Linked DNA regions of Oryctolagus cuniculus: region 1 is linked to region 2. The links are chromatin contacts, called in public Micro-C maps. All regions are on one chromosome and are shown on one strand. The core of a region is the stretch at or near the end of the contact, and the rest is flanking DNA. Distances in the headings are between cores, read along the strand shown.

What was found. A called contact is a pair of places that touch in the nucleus more often than the background predicts.
Region 1: a contact with region 2 is called in a Micro-C map of ear pinna, with 5 times the contacts expected there. The contact joins the enhancer-like site here to the promoter of TYMS in region 2. A contact is called at or near these places in 4 of 6 Hi-C or Micro-C datasets (ear pinna, psoas muscle, skin fibroblasts and 1 more).

The regions. Positions count from the first base shown.
Region 1 is chr10:57,448,616-57,455,285 of mOryCun1.1, forward strand. No RefSeq gene overlaps it. Among named protein-coding and RNA genes, the nearest start is that of YES1, 36 kb to the left of the region's middle. Within about 2 kb of position 1,951, at least 7 of the 8 cell types and tissues checked have an H3K27ac peak or open chromatin away from gene starts, as enhancers often do. A contact at or near this core is called in ear pinna, where this site is marked.
Region 2 is chr10:57,274,985-57,281,419 of mOryCun1.1, forward strand. It overlaps TYMS (thymidylate synthetase), which reads left to right and starts at 5,133. Exons shown (of 7, transcript XM_002713438.5): 1 at 5,133-5,451. The coding sequence starts at 5,256. It also overlaps the pseudogene LOC103349368.

The DNA of each region.
Region 1 (6,670 bases), core at 701-3,200, 170 kb after region 2:
GATAAATAGTCAGCTGGATGGGATGGAGGTAGAAGGAGCTGATGCCTTGTGGCTTTGGTTTTCTAACAACACTGCAGGGCACAGAGGTCAGAGGTCATGCAGCCAGCAAGTCAGAACACAGGCTCCAATTCCAGCTCCGCCATCTTCCAGTTCTTTGATCTCTGTGCCTCCATTTCTCATCTGTATAGTGGGGATTCACAATGTAGGATTGTTGTGAAGATAAAACCAAGTTATCACATGGCATGTTTTGAGAACACCACCTGGCACAGTAAGAGATAAGGTTTGTATTCATGGTGGTGGAGGCAGGCAGAGCTTGGTGGCAAGGCCACTGCATCTGGAATTGAAAAGAAATGCACCTGCCTACAAAGCATTGCTGAGCAGGGCCAGCGGCCCCACTAAAACTCCAAGCTGTTCATTTTGCAGCACAGCTGACTTGTTACTCCTGATTTTCTTGGCAGAATTCAGTAGAAGGAGCAAGCCCAGGCAAGGCATTAACCAGGGAGGTAGGGTAGGAGGGCAGGGGACTTGAGAAGTCCAACTGTTCCCATGGTGTGGTTCAACAGTTCAATTTTGGTTCAGGGAAGGCTTCAGGTGTCTGGATGCAGGCAAAAGTCCCAGGGGGAGGTTTAGTGGCTGTGAAGGAGGTGGACAAGCAGTGGGGGGAAAGAGTTGTGCTTAGAGTCAGGCTGACAACCCACCAGTCAGGTGACAAGCATACTAGAGTTGGATGACAAGAACAGTGGCATTGGGTGACAGCACACTACAGTTGGGCGACAAGCATACAATAGTCAGGTGACAGCACACTACAGTCAGGTGACAGCATGCTACAGTCACTACAGCACACTACCCACTAGCATCAGGGTGACAGTGCACTGGAGTTGGGGTGGCAGTGCACTAGAGTCAGCTGACAGGCACACTACAGTCAGGTGACAGCACACTAGAATCAAGGTGACAAGCTTAGGGCTCTGCCTCAGTTTATTCCACCCTAACAGTCATTTTCATACTAGTCTGAGGGACTTGGATGAGTCTTCACTGATGTCCCAGAGACAATTATTTTCATCATAGCAACTCCATGGGGATGGCAGGTGGGGTAGTTAGAAGTACATTGAAAGAAATTTTGAAAGTTTTAAAATTTGAGAGACAGAGACAGCTAGAGAGACCCCATATGTCAGTGCACACGCTAAATGTCACAACACCGAGACTGGGCCAAGCCAGGTTTACAGTCCAGGTCTCCCATGTGGGTGGCAAGAACCCAATCAATTGAGCCAGGGTCTCTATTGTTGGGAAGCAGGAGTCAGGAGCCAGAGCCGGACATAGAACCCAGGTACTCTGTTGTGGGATACCACCTGCTCCCAGCAGGTATTCTCGGTTTGTAACATTTTATTAAAAAAATAAAAAAGATGCAGTGTTGTTAATGCTGTTGGTTTTGTTTTTGGTTTGAAAACCACCAGCTTTTGGAGGCATGAACTTGGGGTTGGCAGTGAGGAGACACGGACTTCGATTCTGCCTCCTGCAAACCAGCGGCGTCGTTGGGGCTAGATCGCTTCCCTTTTTGGGTCTTACTTTCCTCGTTTGTGAAATGGGACCAGAGGATCTTCCGCCCTGGACTCTCTCCCTGCCTTCAGGCTGGTGCAGGACTGATTGGGGCCGCACAGCGGTGCGCGGATTGCGGGCGCCCCCTCGCGGCAGAAGCCAATCGTGCCGTCCACCGCCTCGGCGAGCTTGAAGGGGTCGGGGAGAGCTAGGGACCCCGGCCACCTGCTGAGATGGGCTTTTTTATTTACTTGGGTGCAAAATTTCTCCAAGGACGTAAGGCCCTATCCGGGGTAACAGTGCTGTCTTGTTCGAATCCACTGGGGTGGACGCGGACGCGGCACGGCAGCCCGAACCCCAACACACGTCAGTTACGGGCACGGTCAGCCTACTCGGCAGCCAAGACAGACCGGAATCCGCAGAGCTCTCTTGGACTGCCTCTGACTGCAGCAGCGACCTGGAAGGCGGCTCCGCCGTCAGGCGCGGGCCTCGCTCACGCGCGTCCCGGCCGCCGTCCAGGGAAGCTGGGGCGCCGCCGGCGCGCTCCGCAGCGGCCCGGGCGCGGAGAGTGCGGAGACCGCGGAGGGCGGCTCGTTCCCGTTAGGAAGGCTGCGGGGCACCACTCCGGCGCTGTTGGAACCGAAGTCTCCGACAGGCCTCGCCTCCGGACTCCCTCTCTCTGGGCTCTGGGGCATGAGCCGCCCAGGCGCTCACAAAGCACCGGAAGCGAGAGGCTCCGAGGCGGAAGCTGCGGGTTTTTTTCCTGGCGGCCTCGTGGTGCCGGAGGCCTTGGACTGCGCATGCCCGCTCGCTACCATTGACTCCACTTTTTTTTTTTTTTTTTGTCTGTGAAGTTTCTGACTGAGATTTTACCCTTGTAAAAGTTAACTTCAAAAGCTGCTTGGAAGAGCTCTGGCTCCTTTATTTTTAAGGTCGTTTTAGTTTCTCTAGAGGGAAACTTGAGACTTTAAAACGATAGTATCAAGAATTTATTATAGGCTCCCATCAAGCATCACTCACTTTTATATTTCTGTTAATCCCAGCCTTTAACTCCGTGCCCCTTAATTTTCTAACTTTTCAGAGCAAATGTAGTAATAACCGTGAGAAACTTAAACTATTACCATTTTTTAAAAAAAGATTTATTTATTTGAAAGGCAGAGTGATAGAGGGAGAGGCAGAGAGAGAGAGAGAGAGAGAGAGAGAGAGAAAGTCTTCCATCTGCTGGTTCACTCTCCAGATGACTGCAACGGCCGGAGCTGTGCTGATCCGAAGCCAGGAGCCAGGAACCTCCTCCGGGTCTCCTACGCAGGTGCCGGGGCCCAAGGACTTGGGCCATCTTCTACTGCTTTCCCAGGCCATAGCAGGGCTGGATGGGAAAAGGGACAGCCAGGACATGAGAGGATGCCGGTATGGGATTCTGGCATTGCAGGCAGAGGCTAAGCCTACTTACACTACAGCACTGGCCCCTGCTTGAATGCTTGAACTCTCTCTCTCTCTCTTTTTTCTTTTCTTTTCTTTTCTTTTCTTTTTTTTTTTTTCCACAGGCAGAGTTAGAGAGACAGAGAGAAAGGTCTTCCTTCCGTTGGTTCACACACACACACACCCCACCCCAAATGGCCGCTTCTGCCGGTGCGCTGCGCCAATCCAAAGCCAGGAGCCGGGAGCCAGGTGCTTCCTCCTGGTTTCCCATCCCTGCTTGAACTCTTGCATTTCGTATTGCAGTGCTGGTTTGAGTCTCAGCTCTTCTGTTTCGAGTCTCAGCTCTTCTGTTTCTGACACAGCTCCTGCAAATGTTCCTGGGAAGCAGTGGATGATGGCTCAATAGTTGAGCCCCTGCCACTCATGTGGGAGATCTGGGTGGAATTCTTGGCTCCTGGCTTCCTCTTGGCCCAGCCTTGGCTGTTGCAGCCATTTGGAGAACGAACAGTGGATAGATCTCTTTCTCTGTCTCTCCCTTTCTCCCCTTCTGCCTTTCAAATAAAGTAAATAAATAACCAAATACTTTATAAAAATTGCCATATTTATACCTTTTTCCTTCTATTACACAACACGAGATGTGCACCCTTCACTTGTGTTCTGGATTCACAACCTCACCTCCTCCCTTATGCATCAGTTGTCAGCTCTCCCCTCTATTTCCAACATGTCCCCCTCCCCCAGCATATAATTATGCTTAAGTGATCTGTATTGTTAAACTAAGATCTTAGGTTTCCTCTTCCATCTGAGCGCAGCCTCTTAACTGGGTAGAGTATGTTCTGCATTCTCATTTCCACATCTCATCACAATGCGTCACGAGACAGTAATGAGGCTTCCAACCCAACTCTGCAATGGACACATGCTCACTACTGTCACCCTTGCCAAATTCAGTGGATGCTCTTCTGATTTACCTGATGTTTCGGTGGCACTTAATACCACTGACTTTTTCATCTTAAATGGAAGGGAGGGAGGGAGGGAGGGAGGGAGGGAGGGGAGGAGGAGGAGGAGGAGGAGGAGGAGGAGGGAGGGAGGAGGAGGGGAAGATGGAGAGGGAGAGAAGGAGAGAGAGAGGGAGAGAGATCTTTGATCTGCTGGTTTGATTCCCAAATGCCTGTGACTGGGACTGGGCCTGGCTGGGGCAAGGGTCTGAAAACGCAGGCAGAGTCTCCCGTGTGGGTGAAAGGATCCAACTTGAACTATCACGTGCTGTCTCCAGGGTGTGCATTGGCAGGGAGCTGAAGCTTGAGCGGACCTGGGGCTCCAACCCAGGTCCAATATGGAATGTGGGCTTCTTAATCACCAGGCTAAATGCTTGCTGCTCCTTGTTTATCTTTTGATTCTCTCTTCAATTGGCTGCCCTGATACTTCTTTCCAGACTCTTAGCTTTCCTCTTTAGAAATTTCCTTTTCAGGGAAATGTGTGTGTGTCCACACTTGCCACTTTCTGATAGTTTGCTTCTATTTTCTCAATCCTCAGAACAACTTTATGAGTAAGGTACTTTTTTTTTTTTTTTAAGATTTATTTATTTGAGTCAGAGCTACACAGTGAGAGGAGAGGCAGAGAGAGAGGTCTTCCGTCCGCTGGTTCACTCCCCAATCGGCAGCAAAGGCCAGAGCTGCACTGACCCGAAGCCAGGGGCTTCTGGGTCTCCCACATGGGTGCAGGGCCCAAGGACTTGGGCCATCCTCTGCTGCTTTCCCAGACCATAGAAGAGAGCTGGATCAGAATTAGAGCAGCTGGGTCTCGAACCGGCACCCATATGGGATGCCGGCACTGCAGGCGGTGGCTTTACCCGCTACGCCACAGTGCTGGTCCTGAGTAAGGTACTTTCAATTCCCACTTGAATGAGAAACCCAAGGCTTGTGGAGGTTAAATAACTTCTTGACAACCCACAGCAAGTAACAGATTGAAACCCAGACAACTGGTGTTCATAGTGGAGCTCTCGGCCGGCGCCGCGGCTCACTAGGCTAATCCTCCGCCTTGCGGCGCCGGCACACCGGGTTCTAGTCCCGGTCGGGGCACTGGATTCTGTCCCGGTTGCCTCTCTTCCAGGCCAGCTCTCTGCTGTGGCCCGGGAGTGCAGTGGAGGATGGCCCAGGTGCTTGGGCCCTGCACCCCATGGGAGACCAGGAGAAGCACCTGGCTCCTGGCTTTGGATCAGCACAATGTGCTGGCTGTGGCAGCCATTGGAGGGTGAACCAACGGCAAAAGGAAGACCTTTCTCTCTGTCTCTCTCTCTCACTGTCCACTCTGCCTGTCAAAAACAAAACAAAAACAAACAAACAAAAAAACATAGTGGAGCTCTCTGCTCTGCTGTAGCACTGTATGCTTCTTCCCCATGCTCTGCACTTTAACCTTCCTGAGGGCACTGTCCAGCTCTCTTCTCTTCTTCCTTTCCCCAGGGCATCTTACTCTTGAACATATTTCTTTATCTGAAATGCAAGAGAAAGACACACACAGGCACACGCACACACACACACACACACACAGATATCTTCCATCTTTTTGTTTACTCCCCAAGTGTCGGCAATGGCTAGAGCTGCCCCAGGCCAAAGCCAGGAGTTGGGAACTCAATCTGAGTCTTCCACATGAGTGGCAGGGACCCAATTACTTGAGCCATCATCTGCTACCTCACAGAATGTACATTAGCAGGAATCAGGAGCAGAGCCAAGACTCCAATCCAGGCACTCCAATATGTGATGCCAGTGTTCAGAGTGGTGATTTAACCACTGTGTGAAATGTCCTGAATGTCTGTTTTTATGCTGCTATGAAGAAACTTCAAAAAGTTCACAGGGGGCTGACATTGTGATATAGTTGGTTAGCCTGCTGCTTGTAATGCTGGCACCCCATATAAATACCCATTTGAGTCCTGGGCCCTCCATTTCTGAGCCAGCTCCCTTCTAATGTACCTGGGAAGGTAGAGGAAGATGGCTCAAGTGTTTGGGTCCCTGACACCTATGTGGGAGATCTGGATAGAGTTTCAAGCTCCTGGCTTCAGCTTAGCCCAACCCTGACTGTTGTAGACATTTGGGGAGTGAGTTAGCAGATGGAAGAAATCTCTCTCTCTCTCTCTCTCTCTCTCTCTCTCTCTCACTCTGTGTGTCTCTCTCTTAGTTGCTTTCTCTAATGCTGCCTTCCAATTAAATAAATAAATCTTTAAAAGAAGTTCATGGAAAATGCAGGCTTACAAAGACTTTCTAATTTGATGGTAATGTTGGAATGTGCTTTCTTGAGAGTCACTAAGTATGTATTGCTGGGGTCGTGGAGGCAAAGACCCCATGCATATTGTGTGAACCATAACATGCAGTTTCCATGAATTTTCTGCAGTGCCCTTGTACATGTGAAGTCTCTCTGTGTGCTGCCATCCTATACAAATAACTGCCTGCTGATCTCTAAATCCACGCCCCACAGGCTCCACAATCTCAGAAGTTCAAAGTCTGAGTGAAAGCCCTCGGGGCTGAACAGGAGGAGAATTTCATCCACTTCCAATTTTGTCCTATCTGCTCTCTCACAGCACCTTCTCTTTCTCAGCCACAGCAACTTTGTTCCAGTTCTTCAAACAGACCCGGCCCATTCCTGCTCCAAGGCCATGCACCTGCTATTCTGTTTTATTGGAATAATCTTGCATGATTTAACTCACAATTGGCTCCTTATACTTCTTGTC
Region 2 (6,435 bases), core at 3,883-6,382:
AACATCTGCCATTCTATGAGTCTGCTGTGTATCCTGCTTCTCATGATGGATTGTTCTCTCCTTTTTAATTCTATCAGTTAGTATTAGCAGACACTAGTCTTGTGAAACTAACTCTTGATACCATATATGTACTGAACACATAAAAGAAGACTGGGAAATTGAAGGCTTCCTATAAATGGGATTGTTTTAGTCTTGGAAGTAATGTTGATACAGATTTTTTCTGGAGTAACCACCTATGGCTGGCCTGTGCTGGCTTTTGAAGGTTGGCTTGCAGACTATCAGATAAGTTTTGAAAGAGCTCAATCCAAACCGTCACAGAATAATTTTGGCCTGGGTTACAAGACTACCAGCTGTATACTCATGTAACCTATGGCACTGAATTTGGAGGTTCTGTCTACCAGAAGGTCAATGAGAAGACAGACACGTCAATGAATGTTGCGTGGACAGTTGGCAGTGACACCATCCATTTTGGCATTGCAGCTAAATACAAGCTGGATTGTTGAACTTTCTCTGATAAGCCTACTGGACTGAGCAGACCCTTCAACCAGGAGTCAAACTGACCCTCAAGCTGTCATCAACAGGAAGAACCTCAATGCAAAAGGTTACATAGGTGGGCTGGGATTTGAACAGGAAACTTAATGTGGCTTTGAGTAAAGCATCAGATTGGTCCCTGGCAGTGAAGAGAAATGAAGCCACTATGTTTTGGCCTTAAAATTCTTCTGTGAAATTTCAAACATGTGAATTTTTACTCTTCCTTTTTTAAAAAAAATATTTATTTATTTGAAAGGCAGGGTTACAGAGAGAGAGTGACAGAGAGGGCAGGAAAGGCAGAGATCTTCCATCTGCTAGTTCACTCCCCAGATGGCCTCAACAGCTTTGGGGGTAGGCCAGGCTGAAGCCAGGAGCTTCTTCCAGGTCTCCCACGAGTGTGCAGGGGCCCAAGGACTTGGGCCATCTTCTATTGCTTTCCCAGGTGCATTAGCAGGGAGCTGGATGGCAAGTGGAGCAGCCGGGACTCAAACCGATGTCCATACAGGATGCCAGTGCTGCAGATAGTGGCTTTACAACTGCACCATGGTGCCAGCCCTGAACCTTTTATTCTTCCAAAGAATTATAATCCTCCCTACACTGAAGTCTAGAGATTGCAGGGCCATCCTAAGGGAGGTTCTTAAAGGCATGCCTGGAAGTTGTCATGTTTGTGCCACATTTCGGTTCAGGTCTGCATGTTAACTTTAATGCGTTCCTCAGCAGCAGTGCCCTGTCATTAAAGGAAATGACCTAGCCCTCCAGCTTGTACATCACAACCTGCATGTCCCACACCACTTTTTCATGACCTTTGAATATTATTGTTCTCAATCCCCAAAAACTTAAAAAACTTAAAAAATACATTTAAAAGCATAATTTAAAACAATAATTAGAAAAGTAAACTATCTGCTACCCTTTAACTCAATGTAATTCAGTTTACTGTGGCCTTCGTTGCACCACTTTTTCCATCCACCAGGCTCGTGAAATATTTCCTGAAACACTTCCTTATTCTTTTCTTAGTATTTTTCTTCCCCGCCAACTTACCCAGTGGCCAACTGTTTAGTAAATTGTCTTTGAGATTTATTTTGTAAAGGTTTTGTGCCATATAAGAGCAGACCACATTGCTGACCAGATGCGGCAAGGCTGCAGATGAGAGGTATTTATTTACTCCTTCTTTTTACCCTGTTTTCCTGTCGTAAAAACTGTAAACTTAAGCTTGAGAGGTGAGCGTTTGCAGAAAGATTCTAGAATCTTGCAAAGACAATACATAAGGGATTGCTAGGAAAAAGCACCAGTAACTGAAAGCTCAATCAGTCCCTGTGCCCCACGCTGAATAAAAATAACAAGGAGCCGGCGCCGTGGCTCAATAGGCTAATCCTCCACCTTGCGGCGCCGGCACACCGGGTTCTAGTCCCGGTTGGGGCGCCGGATTCTGTCCCGGTTGCCCCTCTTCCAGGCCAGCTCTCTGCTATGGCCAGGGAGTGCAGTGGAGGATGGCCCAGGTGCTTGGGCCCTGCACCCCATGGGAGACCAGGAAAAGCACCTGGATCCTGGCTCCTGCCATCGGATCAGCACGGTGCGCCGGCTGCAGCGGCGGCCATTGGAGGGTGAACCAACGGCAAAGGAAGACCTTTCTCTCTCTGTCTCTCTCTCTCACTGTCCACTCTGCCTGTCAAAAATTTAAAAAAAAAAAAAAAAAAAAAAAAAAAAAAAAAAATAACAAGGACAAGATCTGAGGTTAAAGCAAAGCGACATTTTAATCTATTGACCAAGGAGGACAATAGCAGACTTTTGAGTCTCAAAAACTACTCCTGCTTAGTGAGGAAGGTCTGGGGTTGGTTGGTTTGTTTTTAAAGATTTATGGATTTAGTTAGTTGAAACGCAGAGTGAGAGACAGAGAGTGAGAGGAAGAGAGAAATATCTTCCACTCATTGGTTCACTCCTCAAGCGGCTGCAGTGGCTGGGGCTGGGCCAGGCTGAAGCCAGGAGTCAGGAGCCAGGTGCTCCATCCTGGTCTCCCATGTGGGTGACAGGGGCCCACTGCTTTCCTAGGCTCATTAGCATGGGACTGAATGAAAAACAGAACAGGCGGGACTTGCCCAGCACTCAGATATGGAATGCTGGTGTTGCAGGTGGTTAGCTTAACTGCTGAGCCACAATGCCCGCCTGGTCCGGGGAATTTAATAAGGCTATAAAGGAGGTTGGGCTGCTGGGCCAGGTGTCAAAGCCTGCGAGCAGGGCACTGACGCCAGTGGGGTTCCATGGGAAGCTTGCTTGATGGCTGACTTTATCATGAGGAGACACAGGCAACATATTCTGTACAACTAAGTAGCTACAAAAGATTATTTTGGCTGAGATCTGAAAGAGGCAAAGTCTTGTGTTCAGAGATTCCAGTGTTTTATTTAGCAGGATGAAGCCCACTCGGCCCAGGGCTCATGCTTGACCCTTAGCTGTTGGTCCCCCTTTACATTACATTACGATAAACTCAAACCTTTGGCCATGCTGACCTGGGAGGACCAGAACACTTTGCACCTGCAGCTGGTCTTCCCAAGGCCAGTCTCTGGAATTCACTAACAAACACCATTTATCTGTTTGAACAGACAATTTAATCAGTCGCAGGCTCAGTAGCTTGCTTTTGTTCATCAGAATATGAAAAGAAAGATGTACTCAGTCTGGTTACACATCCACTTTACTGAATGGCAAGAAACAGTGTTTCACAAGTTCCGCAGAGCCCACATGGTAATTTTTTTTTTAAAAGATTGATTTATTTGTGTGAAGGTCGGAGTTACAGAGAGAGAGAGAGAGAGAAAGAGAGAGAGAGAGAGAGAGAGGAGATCTTCTATCTGCTGGTTCACCCCTCAAATGACAGTAACGGCTGGAGCGGGGCCGGTCCAAAGTCAGGATCCAGGAGCTTCGTCTGGGTCTTCCACGTGGGTGCAGGGGCCCAAGCACCTGGGCCATCTTCTTCTGCTTTCCCAGGCCACTAGCAGGGAGCTGGAATGGAAGTGGAGCAGCCGGAACTCGAACCAGTGCCCATATGGGATGCCAGTGCCGCATCCTGATGTACCACAGTTCTGACCCCACCACATTGTATTCTTTTTATCTTTTATTCTTATATTCCCAGACACAGCAAAAATAAAAATTTTTTGAGCACTTAATGTGTACTCAATACACAGTTGCTGATGTAATTGACTGCTTGTGTTTACAACACATGTATCGATACATCTTAAAGTCATTATCAGACAGTTTCTATTCACTGGAGTCTAACTGTAAACACCTCACTAAAATTGAAAAAAATGATATTTATATAGTGGGCATAGGCAGGGTTTAGGTCTAGGTGCGCTGGAATTCCTGCCAGCCCTGCAATGTAATCTCTACCTGGCAACCTAAAACACCCACCTTCCCAGGATGCACCTGTGTCTCATCCTGGACCAGGAAGGAGGAGAAGCCATGATACCACATATTAAACTCCACTTGGTGGTGCCACAAAAAACCCAGCTGACTTCACCAATGCTAAGACCCCACCCTCTTTGAATATTCAGTTAAGTCACCACTACCCCTACCTCATAAAAGAGGTGGAGAAGAGGGAATAGCCTGCTTTTTGCCCCTGACCACAGTTGGGGTGCTGTTCCGATGCTTTCTTTCAAAAACCTCTGGCCTACTCATGATGGGTATTTCCCCATTGAGATGGTCCACAATCACATGAGAACAATGTATGCTTATGCTTATGCTTACTCTCACAACTTTTTGCTTACTCTCACAACTTTTAAATAAATCTTATTCTCACTTATGCACTTCATGTATGCCTGGGCTTAGAATTCTTATCTCTGTGCGGGTCAAGCACCTGGATTAAAAGTAAAGGTACTCGGATCATGTCTGTATTAAAAACCTAAAGAACCAGGGACCAGAGTTGTGGCGCAACAGGTTAAGCCACCACCTGCATTACCTGCATCCTGCATGGGAGCTGTGGTTCAAATCCAGGCCACTCCATTTCCAATCCAGTTCCCTGCTAATACGCCTGGGAAGGCAGCAGAAGATGGAGAAAGTGCTTGGGCCCCTACTCCCACGTGGGAGACCCAGTTGGAGTTCAAGTCTCCTGGCTTCCTCCTGGAGCCCTTGCAGCCATTTGGGGGGGTAAACCAGTGGATGGAAGATCTCTCCCTGCAACTCTGCCTTTCAAATAAATAAATAAATAAATAAATCTTAAAACCTGAAGAATTTTTGGCTGTCACTTTCCACTTGCTCCAGCTGCTGGCCTTCAGAGGATTGGGGGCAAAGAAAGTGAAAATTCCTTATTACACTGTCATCAACGTTACAGGAGAATCTCAAAAGAGGTTTTTAAAAAATATTTAATAATGCACGAACATTACCACAATTGCTCCAGGCTTCTGTAGTTCAGCCTCCAAACCTTCAAAACTAGATCGGCCCTCCGGACCAATGTACTAGGCTGCAAGGGTTAGGAATTTCTCCTGGGCTGAATGGGACGAAGAATTTCCTAGCTGTGGAGATGACGGATCCCAGGGTGCTGACTGCACCTCTGACCCAGGGGCCTCCCACCGCGCCCCGCCCTGCCGGGAAGCGAGGGGAGGAGCCAGCGCGGCCGCGCAGGAAGAGGCGGAGCTCTGGAGGTGGCGGGAAAAGAGCGCCCGGAAGGGGCCCGGCCGCCGAGCCCACCTTAGCCCACCGACAAGCCGCGTCTCCGCCGTCTCCGCCGCCAGGCCGCCCGCGCCATGCCCGCCGCCGGCTCTGAGCTGCCGTCGCCGCCCACGGCGCAGGAGCAGGGCGCCGAGGCGCGGCCGCCCCACGGGGAGCTGCAGTACCTGGGGCAGATCGAGCACATCCTGCGCTGCGGCTTCAGGAAGGAGGACCGCACGGGCACCGGCACCCTGTCGGTGTTCGGCATGCAGGCGCGCTACAGCCTGAGAGGTGACAGCGCCGGGGGGCGGGCAGGAGGGCGCTGCACGGCTGGCCCTACCCTCAGTCCCGCGTCGCAGGGGAAGCATCGCATCCCCATTTCCCGGGCGCGGGAACCGAGGCCTGGGTTGGAGAGGTGATTTGCGTAGAGCCCCACAGATAGGAGCCCTGAGCCTCCTAGCTTCATAGCCTTCCAAAGCCAGCGTGAGCTGGGAGCGTTCGCCCCATCCGGGAGAGGGGCAGAGACTTGCCCAGGCTTGCCCAGGCGTTGGCCAGGGGGCCGCCACTCCGCGCGCTAGCTGTGTTGCGCTTTGCAGCGTTTAAAAACTGGAGCGCAAACGGTGTGGGCGGGGCGGCAGGAGGCGGGAGAGAGCCGAGGGGTGGGCTCGAGAGTCCGAGTTAGGAGCCATTACTCATCTGGTTCCGTCGGACGGCCCAGGGAGGAAGTGACTGGGAGGGTGGCAGCATCAGGCTGTCGCTGGGGCGACAGATTTGCCCCTCCCCAACGGCAGATCTAGGATCCTGCTCAGTGCACCCTCCGAGGAGACCGAACAGCATCTTTGACACTGGGGCGGAGCGGGGTTGCAGGGGAGAGCCGCTGTTGGTGAAGAGGGGTGCCTGTAGTCAGGGAAGAGCCCCTCCCCAACCCGCACACCCATTCTAGAAACCGGAAACTGCACCAGGGGCCGGGGGCTGCCCTGCTTTGGACAACTTGCGGCCGTCCTCTGAGCAGCTGCAAGCCCAGTCATTGGCTTCTGATGAGCCGCAGAACTAGTTTTTAATTCACCCCCTCTGCTTAGAGAGCGAGCCAGCTTACCTTTCTGGTCTTCAGCTTCCCCATACGTTAAAAATGGAGGAAATGGGGGCTGGCGCTGTGGTGTAGCAGGTAAAGTCGTTGCCTGCAGTGCCAGCATCCCATATGGGCGCCGATTTGTGTCCTGGCTGCTCCATTTCCCATCCAGCTCTCTGCTATGGCCTGGGAAAGCAGTAGAAGAT